2 separate regions of the Triticum aestivum genome follow, and region 1 is linked to region 2. Evidence: chromatin contacts called from public Hi-C data. All regions are on one chromosome and are shown on one strand. Each heading gives the region's core, a stretch centred on a gene start, on an enhancer-like site or on the middle of the called end of the contact. The rest is flanking DNA. Distances are from core to core; before and after follow the strand shown.

Evidence for each region. A called contact is a pair of places that touch in the nucleus more often than the background predicts.
Region 1: a contact with region 2 is called in a Hi-C map of leaf, with 8 times the contacts expected there. The contact joins two enhancer-like sites. A contact is called at or near these places in 4 of 5 Hi-C or Micro-C datasets (leaf and an unstated tissue) and 1 of 1 datasets of contacts at active chromatin or transcription factors (leaf).

Annotation. Positions count from the first base shown.
Region 1 is chr1A:331,118,578-331,124,010 of IWGSC CS RefSeq v2.1, forward strand. No RefSeq gene overlaps it. Among protein-coding and RNA genes, the nearest start is that of LOC123048921, 290 kb to the left of the region's middle. Within about 2 kb of position 3,119, at least 1 of the 8 cell types and tissues checked has an H3K27ac peak or open chromatin away from gene starts, as enhancers often do.
Region 2 is chr1A:330,809,084-330,813,999 of IWGSC CS RefSeq v2.1, forward strand. No RefSeq gene overlaps it. Among protein-coding and RNA genes, the nearest start is that of LOC123048921, 17 kb to the right of the region's middle. Within about 2 kb of position 3,353, at least 1 of the 8 cell types and tissues checked has an H3K27ac peak or open chromatin away from gene starts, as enhancers often do.

The sequences.
Region 1 (5,433 bases), core at 1,869-4,368, 310 kb after region 2:
TAAGTTCATGCATATCGATGACCCGTTCTTGAGGTTTTGGCAATAAGAGAAGCTCTAGCTCTAGCAAGTGATCTATATGCATCAAGAATTTCAGTTGCTTCAGATTGCAAGGTGGCACTGGAGGCGGTTAGGAGTGGAGCTTATGGTGCAGTGGTGCTCGAGATCGAGCAGTCGTCTAGGAATTTTATTTCTTGCATTTTCTTACACGAATTTTGAATCTCAAATGTCGAGGCCCACAAACTTGCAAAGCATGCTTTAACGCTGAGATCGGCCGCCATGTTTGGTTAGGCCAGCCTGAAGATCTTTGCTTCGTCCCTATAAACTGTGTAACGGATGAATAAAAGCTTTGTGAGTTTGTCTAAAAAAAAAGTAAGAGCAGAACACAAAATCCTTCCCCAGTGAAGTCCTGCAGTGAAGGCACATGAGACAACATCATCTGCTACAGAAATAAAATGGTGCATTGCAGCACATATTTTATTCATCGAAGCCTTCGACAAGAAGATGAGATATATACCTTCTCCAAGAAAGTTTCCACGCAAAAGCAAAAGGGATACTGATCAACTAGCACAGGAAGATGGTGTCATTGGCAGGCAGCGGAGTGGCAAAGCCACTCACTCCATGGGTATATCTGCCGTAAGCAACGCATTGTTAAGCTAATTTTTGCCAGGATAACCATAGCGTGACGGGTTAGAAAGATGGCCGGCAAACAGTTCACACTTCTTAATACTTCCTCCGTCCGGAAATACTTATCGGATAAATAGATAAAAATGGATGTATTTAAAATTAAAATATATCTAGATGCATCCATTTCTCTGACAAGTATTTTTGGTCGGAGGGAGTACCACATTAGATTATACCATGTTTTTTTTATGCTGATGCAACAGAGGGCGCCATCATCTGTAAAGAGCTTTCATGTGTTGGTGTTGGCTAATTACGTGGTCACCTTTCTAGTCTTATCTAGATATGTAGAAGTGAATGAGGTTAGACATCTAAAATTTGGAGACTTTTTACGGTGCATCATACGTACTACCGGAAATAGTGGGTAGTATATAACTGATCCAATGGTCAATATTGATCTTTGGTTTTTTTCTCCCTAGGAAATTTTGGTAATTGGCTGTTAGGATAGATTTATCTTTTTTTAATGTTAATTGTAATGATTAATAACCTAAGTAATCAGATCTGTAAAAAAAATTATCCTTCATCTTAGTTCGTAGGTTTGCACTTCATTCTCAGGTAGTTCGTCAGCAGCCGAAGCCGTCCGGCGGCCGTCTACACGCACAGGGCCGGTTGGTCCGTCTCCTGGCCTCCGGTCGCCGCTCCATGATCTTTGACGGCGCAGCCGCTCCGCTCCGCCTGTCGGCCCTCATTCTGTCGAATAATAGATCGGTTCCTCTACAAGTCTCCTCTCCAAATGAGCCCGCTTTCATGTCTCGACTCTGAACTAGTAATTCTTCTCTTTAATGCGGCAATGCATGCGATGGCCAATGCGTACTAAACTAGAACGCGAAAGGTGTCCTTTGAGGCTGGTCACAATGAAGAAGAACTTAGAAGTAACATCACACACTTTAATACAACTTTGCTTATGTGACACATATTTAATAAAGAAAGAGGTGCTTGTGGTAACTAGCTAAGTTACCGGAACATCACACACTTCAAGAAATAATGAGTCTATAACCTAATAAATACATCGCTGCATGACACTACATAGAAGTTCCTACCCACTATGGAGGTAGTAACATAGTCTAGGGAAGTGTGTAAGTTACTAGCTTATGTTCTTGCCCATTGTGACCAGCCTGATGCTGCATGTAGGAGACAATTAATCACAGCAATTAATCTCTGATGCTATTATTACGCGAGTTAATTCCGTCTTGGCCGCAGTACTGCCAAAACTGCCCCTGATCACAAAATATACTACCGAAAATCTGCAGTAGTATTTTCAAATTTGGGCCATCCAAACATAAAAGTAAACGGCCTATATTGATCTGATGTATTGTAAAAGGTCTCAAAATTTGATGACTGTGAGGGCACTGCTGCATGAGAACGTAATTTCCATCTTACCAAACATAACAGGGGTATCCACGGTGAAATTTTCGAACATGAATTGTGCTATAATTATTCTATGACGAAATCTAAAGCAACTGGATGGTACTTGCATAGTTGCATTCACTGTTGTTTTGTTCTCTCGTCAACGCCGAAGGATGTCCGACGTCTTTACTTCAGTAACTAGCACTTTTTGTGGATTTTGTGTGTGTGGAAAAACAGTTTCTTCATGCTTCAGAAGTCACACGGAAAAAGAAAGTTACTATAAACATATTGGTAGTTCTGATGGAAGTAATAGAATAGAAAATGCCCGATTCTTATTTATATTGCTAACTAAACATAAATATAAGGAATTAAAAGCGTCATGAAATATTCAAGACCACATTACTAGAACAATAAAATAAACAGAAAACAAAAGAAATTACTCAATGTGCCACGCCCCGTGCTCAAATGAGCCTGGTTTGGAAAAATTGAAAATACATTTTTAAAGTTTCAAAAATCATGGGGAATTACATGTACTTGTAGACGCTCAATATCTTTCTTCATTAGTGGGCTATAAATCAACATAATGTCTTTTTTTGCAGGCTAAAAGCAGTATTTGTCATAGTTCAACATATAAATCCACATATTTATCATTTTAGGTCATGAGAATAAATATGTTATTGTAGGTCTACATATTTGTATTATGTATGTGTCTACAAATAAAACATTTCTTAATAAAAATTTACGGTAAGTAGGCCAAATCTACATGCACATTTGGAATCTTTTCTAGTATCTGAAAAGTTTGAAATACATAATTTCAATTTAGTTATTTCCAAACTTACTAATCAGGGAGGCGAACGTCCTGACTCAGTAAAAAAAACTACACAATCTGACAGTATAGTGAAGGACAGATAGCACAAAACAAAAGAATAACATTCCTCTGACATTTTAGAGAGGACGTTGGTAGAAGAATAAAGCCCAGCCCGTTAAAATGCTTGAGGCCCAGTGGAGCAAACACTGTTTTCCGAGATCTCCTAAGCAGCACTTCAGGCGCCGAGTCGGGCCGCGCTATGTCTCGCTTATAGCGAGACCTAACGTGTGCTCGCGTCAGCCGCCTCCCCAAATGGGCCATTCCAGCGGGCTGGAGTCCACAGATCACTCGGTGTATTTAAAACCGAACAAAAAAACCATACAAAAAATAAACCGAACCAAAAAAAATCATAGTTTTTATGATTTCTGGTTTTGGTATGGTATGAACTCTCCTTATCCTTTTGAATTTCGGTTTTAATGGTATATACCCAAAAGACGAATGGTTACCCAAATAAACCAAAGTAAAAATATTTGGGTAACCATTCGTCTTTTCGGTAACCAAATATTACTAATTATAAAGTAACTGGATGATACTTACACTCTTTGTCGTTCTGCTCTCTCTTGAACTCATAAAAATGTCCTTTTTGCAGCGGAACACTAAAGAATATCTGACTTCTTTACTTTGGTAATTAGGCTTGGATTTTGTTTCGTTTGTGGAAAACAGTTTCTGCATGCTTCAGTAGTCACATAGAAAAGAAATAAATTTATTGATAGTTTGGATCACATGATGGAAGTAAAAAAGATGGAAAATGACCGATTCTTATTTATATTGGTAATTAAACATAAATATGAGGAATTGAAAGCGATCATGAAATATTCAAGAGGATATTATTAGAAGGAAAATAAAAATAGAAAACAAAAGAAATTATTCAATGTTCCCCGGCCCCGCACTCAAGTGAGTCAGGTCTAGAAAAACAACAAAATTATTTTAAAGTTTCAAAAATCATGGGAAAATGCATGTACTTGTAGATGTTCAATATTTTCTTTTAATAATTTCATCAAGAATTTGTAGGCTATACATCCACATAATTGTCTATCTTGCAGGCTGCGAAAGTTTTTGTCATAGTTCAACATATAAATCCACATATTTGTATTCTTAGAACATGGGAATAAAGATGATATTGTGGGCCTACATATTTGTATGTTCTTTTTGTACCTACAAATAGAATATTTTGTAATGAAATTTGGCGGTAAGGAGGGTAAATCTACCTATACTGATGTACATGTGGAATCTTTCTGAAGAATTTAAAATACATAATTTCAATTTATTCTAAGTTCCAAAGTTACCAGCCCTGGGAGACATCATGGATTTAAATTTCGGGTTTCTGAAATATTTCAGCCATTGTCGAAATCATTGAATTTCAGTGAAATTCATTGTTTTGTTTTCATTTCGATGAGAGGACCGAAATTTGCACTTGAATTAAATTGAGATCGAACCAAATATTTTCAGAGTGTAAAACTGAATTTAAAATTATTTGAATTTCTGTTTACCACTGAAATTACTGAAATATTTGACCAAAAGACAATTATTTCAATGTGTCCCGAAGTTAATGAAAATTTAGAAATTTCACTGAAAGCGAGAACCATTGCCAAACGTCCTAGTTCAGTAAAAAAAAGGCCTACACAATACGACAGTAAGTGAAGGATTGATAGGACAAAACCATAGAAAGAGAAAAAAAAGGAAAAAATGAGAGTAAGTCCAGCCCATTAGACTGGCCATAGTGGGAGTAACTTCAAGAGTAACTTAGGCTCCAATTCAGCAAAATTGCCTATATGGCATTGAGTTAACGAGGAGAGACCCAAATTGAGTAACTTAGCTAGCTACCGTAACATCACATATCCCAATACATTCTGAGTCTATAATGGACCGAGATTAGGTGACTTGCCCATGGGCAGTCACGCTATAACATGCGGCCATGTATCAGCCATCTAAACTGCATCCAATGGACATCATCCATCCAAAGCAAATGTCTCACACTCAGCCAGTCAGCCCAGCACAACCGAAAAAGTTCAGTTTTTCAGTCTGTTTTCAGTCATTAGAATATACAAATAGCATTTTTTAGTCAGTTAACAATATGAACAGCAATAGAAAAATAGAAACAATAGCATGCATACGTACTGAATGCAAGTGGTTAGCATTTTTTCAATCAATTAACAAACAGTTTTCCAGTAAACAAACAACAGTGTAGAAGCTCTTTTACTACTGAGATATATAACCTTTCAGAGTAGGTTCAAACAGTAGCAATTTTTCAGTCAGTTCACAAACAGTAGTAGTTTTACTACTGAGATAAGCAACAGTTTTTCAGTTAACAAACAACAGCAGTTTTAGTACAATTTCAAAACATGAGCAAAGATACCGTTTATGCAAAGAATGAGCAGAGACAACGAGGCACTTATCATTGAAATTCAGAAGCTCTTGTACAATTTCAGAACAGAGTGCTATTACTGAAACAATGATTCAAGTGTAGAAATTTGGCCATTTCACTTGTATAATTAGGCCACAAAATACTATGGTTAGCACTATAGTTAACCATGTCCAAA
Region 2 (4,916 bases), core at 2,103-4,602:
TAAAACGCGCCAAAGGATCAGCCACCTTGATCTTTGCACGGACCCGTACATAATTTCCCTCAAAAACCCTAGAGGGATTCATCTCCACGCTCTTGACTTGGCCGATCCGGCGCGCTAGCTGATCCAAGACCACCTCCTTTCGGTACAACTCCGGGGTGTCATGGATCTGTGCCCACACATGCACACGGTCGAGAGCGACCGCTTGTGGTTTGCCCTTGCCATCATATTCCTCAATGATAACCATCAGGCCCCTAAAGATCCAAGGGCCTTGATGCATGACTCTGTTCCAGTATCCAACACAGAACATTTGGATGATGAACAGGTTGTCGTCAGCCTCACGGATTTTGGGATCATATGCTAGCCTCCAGATGAATTTCATCGTCGCTTTGAAAGATTCTGCACTAAAGGGCTTCGCCGTATTCACCCTGGCAACCGCAAGCCAGCGTGTTTCTTCAGCAAATTTGGAGATTTCCTCATCTCCAACTACCACCTCATCAAGTTCGGATTCTTTTAGTTCCATGTTCTTCATCGCCGTCTCCAGATCGTTCGACGATTTCCCCTTCCATCCACCCCCAGCCGAACGACGGGGGGGTCTGGAGGAGGATGAAGCTGCCATTGCCGCCGGTCTTGCAGAAACCCCTAGAGCCCTGTGCTTCGCTCCGAGGCCGGGTGGAACAGCCCAAGAGTGTGCAATAGGGAAGGGGATGGGATCCGGCGTCGAAAAATACTCAGGAGGGCCTCAACGGCGACGTGGAGTCGCCGGAGTAAGAAACCCTAGTCACCTCTGGCGGCTAGGTCACGGGAAAGCGCGCGGTACGCGCTGGTAAACGAGCAAATAGGCAACCGGCTTTCCCGCGCACGCCCTTTTCTGCTGGCCCATGTGGGTGGCGAGACACCAGCAGTTTTTTTCATTTCATTTTTTTCTTGTTAACTTTGTTTTTTCTTCATTATAAGAATTTGGGAATTCAAACAAGTTCCAAATTTGAAAATATTGTGAATTTTAAAAAAAGTTTATGACTTCAAAAAATATTCATAATATTGAAAAGTGTTCAGGAAATAATAAAATGATCATGAATTCAAAAAATGTTGATTATTTGAAAAAAAATGAAAAAGGTCACAATTTTGAATAAGAAGTTCAGGAAATAAAAAAATGTTATTGATTTTCAAAAAATGTTCATCAATTTCAATAAATGTTCACAAATATAAAAATGTTCATGATTTGTTTCCAAAACGTTCCAAATTTTCAGAAAGAAAATCATTGACTCAAAAATGGTTTGTTGTTTCAAAGCGAAGTTCATGAACTCAAAAAATGTTCATGCATTTCAAAAGGTGTTTTAAAAAAAATAAACGAGCATGAATTTCAAAAATTGTTCATCTACTGAAAAATGTTCGCCAATTCAACAAAATGTTCATGACTTTGTAATGAAATCACAATTTTGAAAGCTGCTTGTAATTTTAAAAAAATGTTCGTGAGTTCATGAAAAGTATTCGTGAAATAAACGAGTATTATGCAGGGGTCCATGGCACTTATTTCGTGTCGCATGACGACTGTGCCTCATCCTTACAATTACTAAGGTCCCTAGGAATAGAGGCCTAGGAGAGTTTAATTTATTTTTTCTCGAACCATGGGCCTCACATCATAGTATCGAGACACACATTCTAGTAAAACATTTTGCGAAAAATACATTCAAGATTTTGTTTGTTTGTGAATTTCCAAAAATGTTCACAATTAAAAAAACATTTATGAATTTAAACAATGATCATAGGTTTGAAAATTCTTCACAAATGTGAAAAATATTCATGAATTGTCAAAAATAATCATGAGTTCTATAATTGTTCACAATTTCTTCAAAAAAAAGTTCACGGATTTAAAAATGTTGGTAACTTGATAAACGTTTATGAATATGAATTTTTTAAATATATTCAAGAATTACGTCGATGAATATAAATATTCACATTTTAAAAAAATGTTCATGGTTTTGAATAAAATATTTATGAATTTTTAAATATATTCAAGCATTTATATTATGTTCCTGCATTTCGAAAAAATAATTTATAAATGTTAAAAATATTCATAAATTTAAAAGTAAAAAAATAAATTGCAAACAGAAAACTAAATCATGAAAATAAAGTAGATAAAAAAGAAGAATCTGTCTACGGAACATCTGGATATGCTCTAATTATTACACATCAAAGTGACTCAATTAAATTAGAAAGGAAAAGAAAAGGAGAAAAAAAATGATTACACAAATCTTAGCGTAAAATCAATAACATAGGACTTGGATGTGCAATATTTAGAACACATCTAGATGTGTTTAAGCAAAACTGAAAAAAAAATGAAAAACTGAAAGGAACCTTCCGTTTCGCTCGTGATCAGACAGCACAGAAGCACTCTGTTTTCATCCCGTTTCGCTCGAGATCAGACCGTAGTTTCCGTTTCTCCAACCGAGTCCCGTCTTCCGCCCATGATACAACGGCAACGAACCTACTCCTACCCGCTCACAAGAGCAGTACCCCGACCCTGCAAGATCAGCAGATAAGAATTAATATTCCCAATAAACTTATCGCGATTTGCCGGGAAGTTTCAGCAAGATTCCAGCTGCTGGAGTCACTTTCCGCAGAAGACAAAAGGAACCAGTTCGCAGTTTATATATACTCTCGCGGCTCTTGAATCTTGATGCTCGATCGTGTCTGCTTCTGCCTCTACCTACGTTGGGTTTAGGCGGTGTGGGCATGGACAGTTCAACAACTTCTGAACATACGAGCACGTGTCGCACAATCGTCGCAGTACGAGAGTATACGCCAGCATCAATCAATATTCCAAAGCATGCACCATATGGTAGCGCCGACGCCTCCAAATCGCATCATCATCTTATATACTCCCTTATAAGTATTTGTTTTTTAAAAGTCAAACGAGTGCAAGTTTGATCAATTTTTTTGAAAAATATATCAACATTCAGAATACGAAATTTATATCATTTGAACCATCATGAAAAGTAGTTTCATATTTTATCTACTAGGCATTGCAGATGTTGTTATCTTATTTTATAATCTTGGCCAAACATTCATATAATTGACTTGCATGGAAATCCATGCACCTTATATTCTGGAACCGAGGAAGTAATCGGCAATGGTCATTTAACCATTTTTTCCTTCTTCTTTGATGGGACATCACTCTTACAAACTCAATTTTTAGACGTGTATCACTGTATATGTGTTCGTTTGATCTGATTCTGATTCTCGTTCTAAGTAACCACTCACATGGTTTAACTAACATTTCAATAGCATCTATCTTGTTGCTGGTGTAGTTCAGCTCAATAGAATATATATCTTCAGGGATAAGTTTCCGACGTTGATGCTTTGCCATCTCAACGGCATCGCCGCACCAATCGAACACATCCCCCGCCAACCAATGGTGGGGAAAATTGCAATTTTACCTTTACTAGTGCATATTTATATACATTATGCTCATTTTTGTGCCATTCAATCATCTTTTCCCATGCTTGCCCCCACGTTGGTAAGATTCTAGATCCACCACTGCCGCCAACAACCGTGGCCGTGTTGTGAGAGTAGGAGTCTGATTTGGTTCAGTTTGGCACGGGATCCGTGACGCGTCCGGACATAGTGCGTTTGTGCTTCCGCAGCGTCGCATTCATCTCCAAATCCAAAGGAACGGAACGATGTGACCCGGCCGTGCGCCCATCGATCATGGGCTCATGGCAGAGCATGGACATATGGGGACGAAAAGTTGCGCTGCAACGAGAGCGTCACAGGAGGTGCGTGCATTGCAGCACCGCTAGAGAGCAAAATCACTGTTTTGATTTGTTCAGAATTTAAGATGATTTGACTTTTATTCGAAAGATCTAATTTATTTTTTTGTGACGCCACCCGTCGTCGCATTTGCATTCACAGCAAACGCCTCCCCGAGGGCCTCGGTGAAGGGCCGGTCCTGACATCTTGAGGACCCATTAAACATAAATATAAATTTGGCCTCGGCTCTTGAGCATCCAAAAAATCTATGTATATTTATGTAAATTTAGAAGCATCTCCAATGCACGCATATACAGATTTCTAGGCTATTAATCTTGATCCACATTATTACCAAATCAAGAAAACAAGCAAATCAGGATCTTCGACAACAAGTTATATACCTGTCCCATGTTGTAATCAAAAACTGATTATGCCAAAAATAGACTAGTTCTTGCAAAAAGAAATCTACTGAAATTTGCAAAAAAAAAGGTACCGAAACTGTTTTGGTGATACCTCAGCAATCATTAATCCAAACCGAGCAAATTGGATTCGATGGGAATGCAATCCATAAACATATGAATTTGATTTTTGCGTCGTCTCAAAATTAAGCACTAAGAGTGCAATTTTCAAGACACTAATCCCATCCAATGATTGGATTATAAAAAACAACTCTCGGCGTGAACTTCAATTAACAAACAACAAATTAGGAACTAAGGACTACGAGAAAGGTTACCTTTGAGATGTAGAAACAACAAATTAACAAACAACAAGTTTTGATCGACTGTAAGCAGCACTCGTCCGCTCTTCTCGCTCTTGTTCCAGTCTGCTGTTGCACATGCAAGTGATAAGACGAGGCGAAGGCGCGAGGTCAGATGACGATCACGCGATGGCACAGGTGCTTGGCACGAGGCGGAACTCATCCATCGCCGACGCACGGTAGAGAATGGACACTATAGCAGACAGTGTTTTTTGAACATTTTTTCAGAAAATATGAATATGTTTCAAAAATACGAATATTTTTTGAAATTTCTAAACAATTTTCGAAAAATGTGAACATTTTTTTAAAAATACGAGCATTTTTTGAAATTTTGAACACCTTTTAAAAATTTAAAATATTTTAAAAGCGCAAACAATGTTTAAAAAAATGCTCAGTGCAACTAAAACAC